Regions from separate parts of the Mus musculus genome. Here region 1 is linked to region 2. A link is a contact called in public HiChIP or PLAC-seq data. All regions are on one chromosome and are shown on one strand. Each heading gives the region's core, a stretch centred on a gene start, on an enhancer-like site or on the middle of the called end of the contact. The rest is flanking DNA. Distances are from core to core; before and after follow the strand shown. Region 1 has its middle 32 kb from the start of Tprg. Region 2 has its middle 17 kb from the start of Gm38456.

Region 1 (2,812 bases), core at 107-2,606, 940 kb before region 2:
ACAGGGCAAGCAAGTCCCTGGAAGAGAGCAGCAGATTAAACCTACAGGTCCTGCCAAGTCAAACACAAACGTTTTAGTTATGAGCAGATCACCTTAGAATGGCCAGAGATCCTGGACACCAGAGGGTAGCAAAACAAGAAAGAAAATGTGAGCAAACAGAAAGAGATACTGTGAGAAATACAGAGGCACCTGATCTCAGAGTGGAGATGTCGAGGAAGACTTTGCTCAAATGGTCATCACTTATAGAGGTAAGCACAGTGCTTGAGTCATTAATAGTCCAAAATACTCTCAGCTGTGATGAGAGTCCAGCTTCCCCTCCATTTCATAAGTGATGGAACTCAGGCACAAAAACTTTCAAGTGTCCAAAATCACTAAACTATGAGCGATGAGATGTAAGGTTCAAACATAGGCCTATCTAATCTAGAGCCTATGCTACTAGCCACAAAGACTGCTCAGGCCCCGTCCAACTCTAACTACTCTGAGATTCCTAGAATATTGAAATAGTAAGAAAAGGATTACATAGTAATTAATGGAGCTGAGTTCATCACCTCCCCTTTGTCCTCCAGTGGAATCCCTATGCTTGTGACTACAGCCCATCCAACCAAGTTTCAAGTTTGCGGTGTGTCAGTATGTATGTGTTCATGGATCTGACAGGGCTGGTTCACTTCAAGTAACCAAGTATGTCTTTGGACAGCTCTTGTCAAGATCCATAGAAGCGCCAATTCCAAAAATATGTTCCTTTAGTGGTTTTTTAGGGTTCTCTGCTTTGCACGGATTGACAATGTGGTAACAAGAGACATTCTGGAGACTGGATTTAATGCAACCATATGCTAGACAGAATGAGAACCCATATTGCAGCAGGCCAGCCGGTACATTTCCATGTTAACAGAAGCTTGATTGCAAATTACATTTAGTCTCAACAGCTCAGTTCACTGCACACAGATGCCATGGGGGACTGTAAAGTTAGCGAGATGTGGGGGAGTACGACTAACATTTTTTTTTTTGAAAAAAAAAAAAAATCCTTTAGCTGATAGAATGCCAAAAAGCATCAGCGCTGATGCTCAAAAGAAAATGCTTCTATATTTGTTTTGCCAGAAAAGGAAAAAATAATCATTGTCGCGAGTTGTTAGTCAAATTATGAATACGAGCGTGGCTGGTAATTGTCTGATAATACAAACAGTGATATTAGGGCTGTCAGATGCTGCACACATTGCATGACAGCTAATGCGTACATGCTCTCTGAACGCGGAGGAGCGCCACTGATTCTAACAGTCAGGGAGGCAGAAGGGCAGTGATTAAGGGAAATGTCGCTGGATTCTGGCCTCTTGTCCAGAGCTGGAACTGAGTCAACTTCCTGAAGTGTGGTCAACATCTCTGTGCTGGGGAGAATCTGTGTAATTGTGGAAAGACACAGTGTGGGTTTGAGCTGCAAATTCGTCTCATTTGCTGCGTAGCCCTGAGTAACCTCTATCCTCATAGGTTTTTCCACTTCTAAAACGGGAGTGATAATTTTCTGCCATGTTGTTGTCCTGGGGTTATTGTGAGGGTCTGCTCAGGGCTTTGGTTGTCAGCGTAAGTAAACCACATGGTACTCACTGAAACTGGAAGTTGTCTGGCTGGCTAAGCTTCTATTTGCTATGATTTTAAGAGCAGAGCTGGGATGCTCTCTTGTCCATTTTCTCGTGGCTGGAATCAATTTTTATTTAAATCTAAGTACATCTTTTAATTATAATTAGTCACTATAATTCCCTTTCCAAGCATTTGATCAGAAAGTACCGCTCCTCTAGATGCCTCGCGGACTTGTTGGCTCTGTGCCTCACCTGCTCAGGGGGGCTTCTGATAGCTTCTGAGCAAATCCTGTCGTGTCCTGCCACATGTGTATAATGTCTCCATTCTCTCCATCTCCTGATTCTGCATATTGCAGGCCATGACAGAGATAGTTTGTTAAACAGTGTATGTCTTCCCAGGACGGCTTGTAATTAAGTATGGCCATGACTAGGTTGTAACCAAGAAAGAAGACAAGAGATAAGATAGAAAACCTCTAGACCTCACCTTGAGTACGACATAGAAGGAAAGAGATGGGGGAGCAAAGCCAACAATGAAGGACCCCCAGGCTTCAAGTGACTTCCTGAAGGTTTAGCTCATCCCCCACGAATTGGGCTGAGAAGAGAATGAGGAACAAAAGTCCACTTTCCTAACCTCCAAAGTCAGTTGACTAGCTATTAGAGTAGCTGCCTCACCTTAACATCCAAGTGCCTTCAGGTTCACACAGGGCTCTGATACCAGAAGCAATAGCACACGGTGTGGTAGGCATAAAAGAGGATACCCTTACTCAGGCCAGCATCTCTGCCCATGCCATGCCTGTCCTACCACCTTGTGAGAACCCTACTGACCATTTGTTTGAGTTGAGGCCAAAGCTAGTCCACACCGGGACTAGTCCAGCACAGCCAATCAACAAGGAGTTCTGTTCTCAGCTGAACCTGGATGCTTATGTCAAGCAGTGCTTTGTACAGCTTAAAACACCTTTCTGGGGTCTACTGTCACATGGCTGCTGCTGTTGTTCACCATTTCGGTTTGGGCCTTTCCTTACACCGCCCCCCCCCCACACACACACACAAACATTTGTAAAGCTTCTCAAGATGGCTTTTGCTGTCATTTGCCGGATTTTTGCATACTTCTCAGTCTACTCCATTGACATTTGAATTGGCATTGGGTCATTTGATCAGTGAACTCAGAGGAGATTCTCAGAGTTTTCCACGGTGGCTTCAATGCTGACAGCCATGCAAAGAGAGTCTCTGTTAGGAAAGGGAAG
Region 2 (2,714 bases), core at 201-2,700:
TTTGTTTCCTGTGATCTCTTTATCAGACGAAGTGCAGGACTAAGGCTCTCAGTTACTTTAATGGAAAAACTGAAGTTGTATTATCAGATGATAAGGCTGTGTCAGGTGTTATTTTATTCTCTTATCTTCCTTGTTCAAGGTGAGGTGCTGGAGTCCTGATGGATGAGCTGGCCTGCCAGCTGGCCTGCTGTGACCATGGATCTCAGAGCCTTGATCTCACTCTGCCTTTCAAGATAACTGTGGCAGGTGAGAGAGGCCTCCAGGCCAGTTGATTCTGATCTCAAACTAAAGCCTTGATGGCTGGGGTCCTTGTCACAGGACGGTGGACTTGAGGAGATCTGCTAACTCAGTCCAGTAAGCAAGGAACATCGGAGATCACCTGCTAATGCTGGCTGAATAAACTCTCCGGGAGGGGGTCATGAAGTGATGTGGCCCAGGGTAGCTGCACTGCAGGTGCTTTCTGGCCCCCTCCCGGAGAGTTTATTCAGTGAGCGTTAGCAGGTGATCTCAGATGTGCCTTGTGTTATGTTTGATCATGATGAGTCATGCCAGTCCCTGCTACCCTTGGGAAGCTCCCAGCCCAGAGGGCAGCAGACTTGATCACGAGGTAAGGAGGCTTATTCATATCCTCCTCTGGGCTTCCAGAGCACTTTGTACCTATCTGTACTTCAGCTGTTGTTGTTGTATGTGAGCAGTTATTTGTCTGCAAGACTGTATTTTCCCTATTTGAATACAAGCTCAACAGAAAAGGGTGAAGGCATACATGTGGTCTCATGCCCACTGTTTTAGCACCATGGATGAAGTAAAACCAGTATGTGTGAACTATTAGTGTGTATGACAGCTGTTGTGTTTATTTGTTATTTAATTACTGGTGTGTATTTTTTTTTTTACAGCGTCACCTTCAATCAGTTTTACTAATAGCAGAGGTTTCAAAAAGAAGTAGCTAAAAAAAAAAAAAAAAAAAAGAAGTAGCTTTACTGAATGCTGGGCATGAGGTCATAATTTCACAGCTCAGCCCCCTATTCACTCACAAAAAGGCCCTGGTGTCTCATCGTTCACTGGTGCTAGTGGTGGATCAGGGCTGACCATGGGCCAAGAGAATGTTGGCCACCAGTGAGGCAGAATAGGTTCTGATTGTTCTAGCTCTCCACTGAGATCAGGATTAGGGGCCAGGTTGTCCCCTGTCTAAAAGCCTCAGTTACTTTATCTGGGGGGCATTTTTATGAACAGGGACTCATAAAGCTCTGTCTATCATGCTTCTAAAGGCTGTTAAGGGAGTCTTATGAAAATGGATGTAGAAGGCTTCCGGGGAAGATAGTAGACTAGGCAGTGCCTCCATGTAACCTAGCGAGGAAAAACCAAAACATGAAAAAAATACACTATATTTCAAAAGGAGAAAGAGGAAGTGCTCCGGAAGAGTTCCAGAGTAGTGATGTGATACCCCAAGAGTGCAGAGCCAAAGAATGACCTCATCAGCCAACGCTCCATCCCTATGGCTCCTGAGAAGGGCTAGCACACTATCTACGTTAGTGGTTCCATTGTCTGACCTATGGTTCTTGGTGAGGTCAATGAACATTAATTAATTAAGTATATTCCTATTTCTTGTACCATTTGATTGTGATGCTATTCTAACAGTTTGCTTTCCTCACACTGACTGGTGCTGGAGAGTGAGCCCTCAAGAGTAGGTTCCTCAATAAGAAAATCTCCAAATCCAACTAGTTGAGATGTCCAACAAATGCAAAGATCACATCACAGAAGTACAAGAGTTAGCAAATGGCAAGGTGGCACTAATCCTCTACCAGGTCACAAGTCTTTTTTTTTTTTTTCACTTTTAAAATAGACTATTATAATCACTTTATTTTTGCATTGGGACTTTTTTGCTTCTGAGGTTTTTTTTTTAATATTTTTTATTACATATTTTCCTCAATTACATTTCCAATGCTATCCCAAAAGTCCCCCATACCCTCCCCCCCACTTCCCTACCCACCCATTCCCATTTTTTTGGCCCTGGCATTCCCCTGTACTGGGGCATATACAGTTTGCGTGTCCAATGGGCCTCTCTTTCCAGTGATGGCCGACTAGGCCATCTTTTGATACATATGCAGCTAGAGACAAGAGCTCCGGGGTACTGGTTAGTTCATAATGTTCCACCTATAGGGTTGCAGATCCCTTTAGCTCCTTGGGTACTTTCTCTAGCTCCTCCATTGGGAGCCCTGTGATCCATCCAATAAGGTCACAAGTCTTTAACTGTTGAGTTAAACGATGTTAAAACAGGTGAAACACTGCATGAAGATTTCAAAAGTTTACTAGTAAACACGATGAATTACCTTAAGGAGGATATGAACAAGCAAATAAATTGAAGCCAGGACCCAATTTGAACGTCAGCAACATAAAATGGAAGTCAGCAAAATGAATGAGAAGATAAGGAATGTTCAGAGGGAAACTGAGATTTTGAAAAATGAAGCAAACAGAAATGCTGGAAATGAAAAAAACAAAATACTCAAATGAGTAAATGAAAAAGTACAGGGGGAATCGTGACCAATGAAGCCAACCAGGAAGGAAAAAAGAATGTTGCAGATGGAGAATAAGATGTAAGACATGCTTCCCTGGGACATCAGGTAAAAAACCAATGGGCTTGGGCACAACATTCAAGAATTCTGAGATAGACCCAAGAGACCAGACATAAGAATCCTGGGGCTAGAAAAAAGAAACAT

The links. HiChIP or PLAC-seq counts read pairs in DNA pulled down with a chosen protein or histone mark.
Region 1: a contact with region 2 is called in an H3K4me3 HiChIP or PLAC-seq map of bone marrow-derived macrophages, with 8 times the contacts expected there. The contact joins two enhancer-like sites. A contact is called at or near these places in 1 of 15 datasets of contacts at CTCF or cohesin (large pre-B cells), 2 of 484 Hi-C or Micro-C datasets (bone marrow-derived macrophages and embryonic stem cells) and 3 of 115 datasets of contacts at active chromatin or transcription factors (the 230-238 cell line, bone marrow-derived macrophages and large pre-B cells).

The regions. Positions count from the first base shown.
Region 1 is chr16:25,253,860-25,256,671 of GRCm38.p6, reverse strand. No RefSeq gene overlaps it. Among named protein-coding and RNA genes, the nearest start is that of Tprg, 32 kb to the left of the region's middle. Within about 2 kb of position 1,356, at least 33 of the 459 cell types and tissues checked have an H3K27ac peak or open chromatin away from gene starts, as enhancers often do. A contact at or near this core is called in bone marrow-derived macrophages, where this site is marked.
Region 2 is chr16:24,311,582-24,314,295 of GRCm38.p6, reverse strand. No RefSeq gene overlaps it. Among named protein-coding and RNA genes, the nearest start is that of Gm38456, 17 kb to the right of the region's middle. Within about 2 kb of position 1,450, at least 51 of the 459 cell types and tissues checked have an H3K27ac peak or open chromatin away from gene starts, as enhancers often do. A contact at or near this core is called in bone marrow-derived macrophages, where this site is marked.